Linked DNA regions of Dromaius novaehollandiae: region 2 is linked to region 1. A link is a contact called in public Hi-C data. All regions are on one chromosome and are shown on one strand. Each heading gives the region's core, a stretch centred on a gene start, on an enhancer-like site or on the middle of the called end of the contact. The rest is flanking DNA. Distances are from core to core; before and after follow the strand shown. Region 1 holds the start of LOC112987667 (hypoxanthine-guanine phosphoribosyltransferase-like). Region 2 overlaps LOC112987637 (a long non-coding RNA gene).

The links. Hi-C and Micro-C count contacts between places; a contact is called where the count stands out from the background.
Region 2: a Hi-C map of liver shows a contact between it and region 1, with 3 times the contacts expected there. The contact joins the enhancer-like site here to the promoter of LOC112987667 in region 1. A contact is called at or near these places in 2 of 4 Hi-C or Micro-C datasets (brain and liver).

Annotation. Positions count from the first base shown.
Region 1 is chr13:17,969,670-17,973,012 of bDroNov1.hap1, forward strand. LOC112987667 (hypoxanthine-guanine phosphoribosyltransferase-like) reads left to right here and starts at 1,676. Exons shown (of 9, transcript XM_026107652.2): 1 at 1,676-1,693. The coding sequence starts at 1,676. All of the region lies in intron 1 of ADAMTS18 (ADAM metallopeptidase with thrombospondin type 1 motif 18), which reads right to left.
Region 2 is chr13:18,105,962-18,109,252 of bDroNov1.hap1, forward strand. LOC112987637 (a long non-coding RNA gene) reads right to left here. Exons shown (of 4, transcript XR_010391475.1): 2 at 2,387-2,473; 3 at 229-322. All of the region lies in intron 1 of LOC112987636 (a long non-coding RNA gene), which reads left to right. Among named protein-coding and RNA genes, the nearest start is that of WWOX, 7.6 kb to the right of the region's middle. Within about 2 kb of position 1,675, at least 1 of the 2 cell types and tissues checked has open chromatin away from gene starts, as enhancers often do.

The sequences.
Region 1 (3,343 bases), core at 426-2,925:
CTGCTTCCAGCAAAATCAACCCTTGCACTCAGTGCTTCTGAATATACTGTTCTTCAGACCTTCACCCTATTCCATTCATACCTGCCAATTAAACAACATGCTGCACTCACGTACATGCAAGGGATTCAAGCAAGGGCAGCCAGATCATGTAGCGTGTGTTCAGTCTATCAGGGCTTTCTAAAGCACCGACGGCATTTTGTGGCAGCTAAATTACACTGTGCTGAAAAGCCCAGGAGAGGGCTAAGTGAGCAAAAGGAAATGCACACAAACAAGTCTGGGAGCTGCTATTTTTTTGCTCTTTTCTCCACAAATGCTTTAAAAGGAAATGTCTGCACGAGCTCCTCAGGGGTGCTGCTATTCACCTCTATTTTGTCACTTAAGAATAAGGAAGGGAGAGTATCTGTTCTCAAGCAATTGCCATCATTTGCTTGCTTGTTTCTGTTCACGCTCCCTTTCAAGCTGCGCTTCTGTTGAGAAATTCTGCAGGTTTTTGAACCCACATTTCTACCTGCTAAAAAAGCATGCCTTACACTAGGAATTACTTAGCAAGGCTTCTTTTCACAAGATAGGGAACTTGCATGTTGGGAATATGAGGGAAAATGCTGAGGAGGATGGCATTGCATAAAATACGGCCCAAATATTCTCAAGGCAGTAATAGTTCCCAAATAGTACTACTATTTAACATATCAATGAAGGCTGTGGATATGTTCATTAATCCACTTTGAAAAGTGTTTCCGGATTATCTCAAGTGTTGACAACAATGATCTGAAGAGCGCCTGTGAGATTACAAAAAAACTGAGAAAAACCCTCTTTTCTTAATGTGTTCTCCCCACAACAGAAAACTGAGCTGCTGAATTAAAAAAAATGTACCCAAACTGGTAAGAACATTCTGTAATATGTTGTATGCAACCTGGCTTTAACTCATTTTGTTAGTAGGATCAATTTTTAGAAATCTAAGACTTCAATGTTAATCCTGGATAATACTGCAGTTTGGAACACTAAAATAATCAGATTATAGTGAATGTCAGTGCCATTTGATTCTAAATGATATAGAGTATATTACTGGAACCATCATCTGTTTCTGTGAAAAGATGACCTGGAAGAATGTCAGGCAGTGTTTACCGTGTCTCAACAGCAGCAGACCTCTGCTTCAAGTAATCTTTAAAAATATGACTCTGTTCATTCAAATACTGATTTTTGATTGCAAATCAGCACAAGAATTTTGAAAAGCTTTGGGCTGTACCACAACAATGCAGGTTCAAATATTGTGTAAGAAACTGGTATACAAAACTACCTTCTACATGTATACCACTGAATTGCCATTGTACAAGCAAATATCTGATTTCTATTTTTGATAAAGAAACTGCTACCCTATCTAGCCCTTCCTACTAATTTGATTCATGTTTTTGCACCTCCCTCATTCCCCGTAATCGTTATTCTGATTGGCTGCAGCAGGTCTAGCGCTGACTCTATTTCTGGTTAATCTGATTAAGTAATAACCTGGGATTGTGATGTCAGGGTGTTAGAATAAGGAAGTAATGCTTCCTGTGGGAAGAATGGCAAATTTGACCTACTGGAAGCAGGTCATGATCTGAATGCAAGATGAAAATAGAGCAAGAGAGACTGCAGTAGTAACACTGACTCATTCTCAGATAACATAGTTCAAAGTAAGATCATGGCCTATGGGCTGCAGGTAAGAAAACATGATACAGTCGTGTTTCGTTGGTTATTTTGTTGAGGGGAGCTTTGCGGGGGGGAGGGAGAGATAGCTTCAGAGAAAATAGTAAAACTTTAGGAAAACTAAATAATGAAAAGCCTTGTTTCTTATTATTTACTCAGGAGAAAAGCTGGCTTTCAAAGCAAAAATGTCTTAAAAGACTTAGTTCTTTATAAACTCATCACAGATTATGTATCAGACTTCCACTTTTTTTCATTCTGTTCCAATGAAACAATACTTATTTCTGTATCTCTTTATTCTACATAACTGCTGTAGTTTTAAAGGCAGGGGAAAACCCCAACAAGATAGTTCAAACTAAGAAGCCAACTTCAGTAAATGAGCAACCTATGAGAATTAATTCAAATTAAAAAACTGATTCCTCAAATGGTAAGCTCACATTTTAAAAACTTAATGACTCTGTGATAGTTTAGCAGTCAATTGCTTTATTATAATAGGATGCTGCTGTATTATTTAGTATGCACCATGATACGAACACTTTTACAAGCCTGTAAGGTATATGCAGCATGTTGCTATGGTGATGTGGTGCTCAAATTGATGCAATCCTTAAGGTTCTGTTTACGAACCTTTCAGTAAATCTTTCAAAATTCTTTACACATAGCAACAAACAAGATATTAATGTAGTAGTGAAAATTCTGTTTGTAAAAAAATAATCTGAATGAGCATAGTTAACCAAACAAAAGGGACTGAACTGTATTGTTAGAGCAGCTATAATCAATAATCACCATGCATACCAGTATACATCAAGATTTTTGATTAGTTGTGTTCAATAGCTGTATTAATACGGTCAAAGCTTGGCCCTTACTTAAGCTGAACCAGTTCTGATGCTTCTCACCAAATCCATTAGGAAGCTAAATTCTTTTGCAACACAGCTGACCTTTAACTTGCTATGTCAATGAAATCCCAAACTGTAACTGAAAAAGCAAATCATAAGGCTGAAGTGCATTAAAAAAGGCAGCCATTCCTTGGGCAAACAGTATCATGACTGGAATAAAATAAATTGCTCAAATCAACAGTAACATAGTCATCGCATTAAAATTGCAGTTATGTAGAATGCAATAGAGATGCGAGTCTTGCAAGAAAAAAAAGCTCCTGCATTAGTTTTATCATCAACATGAAGGAGCCAGGTCTCTAATCTGTGTGCACGTTGGCTCTCTGCTGCATAAAAAATAAAGTGATTGTAGAAAATACACAGCATTTCTTTAACTACTGTTTATCATGTAAACTGAGTATTCTTAAAGGCTTTTCCTGCACTCCAGATGAAAAACGATGCTTACATGTTTAAGTAGTCTTAAATAAACATTGTCTTCTAACTTTGAGCAATGCTTCTAATGTCTTATTGTCACTATTTCTTGTTGGTTGAATCCTGTAACCTGTATGTGTATTCTGTCACCACCAGCAATCTTACACAGGCAGAGTGTAGTCCATTTCAAGCTAGTCAAGTGGGTTAATATAACATTCAAAAACTCCAATAAGCAGTTCTGCATTGCACTGGTTTGCTCATAAATGCTATTGTCTAGCCTGATCTTCAACTGATACCACTGTAAGTGCCAATAGCTCTTGCAAGATTAATATAGGACAAACAAACTTAATTTGAAAACAGTTTTT
Region 2 (3,291 bases), core at 425-2,924, 140 kb after region 1:
GGAACCTTTCAAATTAGGTGTGATATTTTGTTTATGTTTTGTTGTAACATATTCCTAAAGAGTTTAACTGAGATAGGACTACATTTTCATAGGTGGTTTTGCTGGTATACCCATAATTGAAAGAATGTGAACTACTTGATACATTTTCCCTAGCAAATGCACAATAATCACATAAAAATATCCTATTTTAAAATTAGTTTTCAGATGACTTTATGAGGAAGCACTTACCTTCAGACTGGCCAAAAGTAACTGTGGTAGCGCATGGATCCTGTAGAGAGCCCAGGTCAGTCCTTGGGATCAGCCCAGATTACATTATGGAATCCTGTAATGCATACGGAGCAAATGCAGCTATTGAGATCAGAGACAGGTGACGAAGTAAACAGCTTCTGCTATCTGTTATGCACTCTCTTCTACTATAAAGACACTGTGCTAAATGGAAGATGATGGGATCTTACGGTTTATATAACTATGTGAATCTTCCTAAACCTTTGTATGCACAGCACTGTGGTTTTTCCTACAATATTTTTGCCGATATATAGCAATTAACTAACATCCATTGGATCTTACTGACATAACAGGGACATTAGGAGACTTAGTGAAGTCCTTATCCACCAGATGACAGGGTTTGCTGTCATTTTTGGATCTTCAAATCCAGATTTTTCATTCTCTGTGAGATGCCATACTGAAACTAGATATTCTTCTAGTGTTAAAGTAAAACCAGATGGGTTCATAGGGTATAAAAACTGTATGTGTGCGTGTGTGCGTGTATGCAGATGCTCGGTAATGTCAGTGACTAGAATCTTGAGCTATAATTGCATAAACACACTTTTAATAAGAGTTAATAAATAAACTGTTAATAACACCTTACATAAGTAGTGTGTACCACACATCACTATGTCTCAACCTGGACCACTGGTAGTTTGTCCGACATCACAAGGTAGCTTGCAAAATGGTCTCTCTCCTCCCTCCAAAAACGTCTCCCAAACAATCCCACCCATATGACCAAACCACTATGGAAAAATAAAAAGTATTAACACAAATAATACAATAAATTCATATGAAACCCATTCTGGCAATGATGCACAAAATAGTCCATGCAAGTATTTCCAAAGAGATAGGTGGTGGGTGCTAGGCAGCCCACTGTTTTCAGAAATTTTGAGAACTACTCTAAGCACATCAAAACAGGTTTTATAGTTATAAGCAATTTACTAGTTGGCTGGTCCTTGTAATAGCTGTTTATTAAGGCATACATTAACAACTTCTTAACCTTTAGCAAATTATTTATGTGTTAATTAATGAATTACATCTTTTTGTAAGCATGCTGCCAGTATTATTAATCTATTCTCAGTATCAGAGAAGACGGATACTCCCAATGGTCTCATTCAGCTTTCTTGGCAAGTAGAATAAGTGGGAGTGAATAAGCAAGGTTATATATGAAATATTGATTAGAAGGAAATGATTACCATATGAATTGAGTAATTCTACTAAAATATTAAAGGAAGGTGATAAGAATAGAATGTCCTGGAGACTCTGCCAGTTTCCTTTTCCATGCACTACGTTATTAGTATTGCACTGTTAATCCATTCAGTCATTGAAAGAAAAGAGAAAAAAGCCATTGGTGAATAGGCAGGGAAATGTCAGGCTTTGTGCAAGATGCAGATGTTCTTCATTATGCAGGGTACAAAGACTCTGAGAAAGGAGCTCATTAGCAGAACCGGGTGAATAATGGCTTGTCTTGTTCTGTGGTCAAACCAAAAAAAAAAAGAAAAAAGGAGGGGAAAAATCATCAAATTAAGCAGAAAATTTTGAGGGTTTTTTTTTCCCCCAGAGTGAAAAGAGAGAGATTGGGTGGAGGGAAGAGGGGTAGGGGGAAAGGAACCAAAAATGAAAACTGATGTCTAATCAGCTCTGCCTGGTAGCAATTGGACAAGTTACCCTCTTCAAAACAACTGATGAGAAAAGATATTATTCAGGCTAAAATGAATAGGGTATGTCTATGGTGTCAGATGCATGAAGTTGCATGTTCATTCTAGTCACATCCTGAGACAGCCAGACATAAGTTTCCTTTTTGGAAGCTATGTAATCACTCAGCATAGACCTGCGTCTGAGCTATAAAGCTCTCCTGAGAACAGCTGTCTGCCTCAGGTGCTATAGATGTGCCTTTTTCTCTTCAAACTCAACCCTGAGAAAGCAATAACACACAGCTGTCTCAACTTGTGACTATGTCAGAGGCCTTCATTAGCTGCCATACTAATCAGGCAGTTTTAGGAGGTGATGTTTACTGTATCTTTTTGCCTTGAGATAGCATTCTGCATAGATCAGTAAGCTTTGCTGGAAATGCCTTGGAGTTGTAAGAGCCTTTACTTCTGCGCTTACTTCTATTTACCTTCTTGCTCAGCAGCGGTATGTATGCTAGGCAGGCATCTCTGCTCCCTCTCTTGTGTTAGGAACTAGGAAGGTTCTTCACATTCTTCTGTAAGATCAAGAAACAATTGACTTTAATTGAGTAAAAAGACAAATAGTCTGTTATTAAGCTTTTCTCCCAAAGAAGTCACACTTATTATTAGAAGGCAATAAATAATGTGAAAAACATTCAGCAATATGATCTTTAGATGGGAGGACTGAGATCTGCTTTTTATCACCATCATATGTAGTATTTGAGTATTCAGAACATTAGTTAAATGTTTATAGCAGAAGATGTCCGTTAGAGTTGTGTCTGGCTGAGGGATACAAAAGCGTGTGTTTAAAGATTTCTTTGTTAACACATTTTGTGGGTTTCATTTTACCACCAAAAACAGAGTAAATGTGAAGAGTTTTGTGAGTTTGACTGGAGGTTTAAAATGCTGGATTCTGCTCAACTATGGAATAGAAGCTCCAGTACAGAATTTTTTCGTGCCAAGAAAAGCAACTGAAACATGAGTAATGAGGGCACATTGTTAACCATTACTCTTTAAAGATCTACTTTTCATTTTTAAAGGTTGCACAGGCACAGACTATTTTTGGAAGTAACTTCCCCCTTGGTCCCTCTTCAAAACCACAGAACACGCATTCTTATTCAGTAAGGAAAGGTGAAGACCTTAATTCAAACATCTTGTACAATAAAAGCTAGACTTTCAAGGGAACTTATGACCAGCTTTTTATGTACAACATTCAGAATCAGGACCCAAGGTTCAACAAGATTTAGCACTCAATACCTTAAGCCCTTTCAAAAAATCCAGCTACACGGCGCCAACATGAGAATTTAGCCATTTGAATTTTTTTCTCCTACATGGACGAACCATTCAGTGAAAT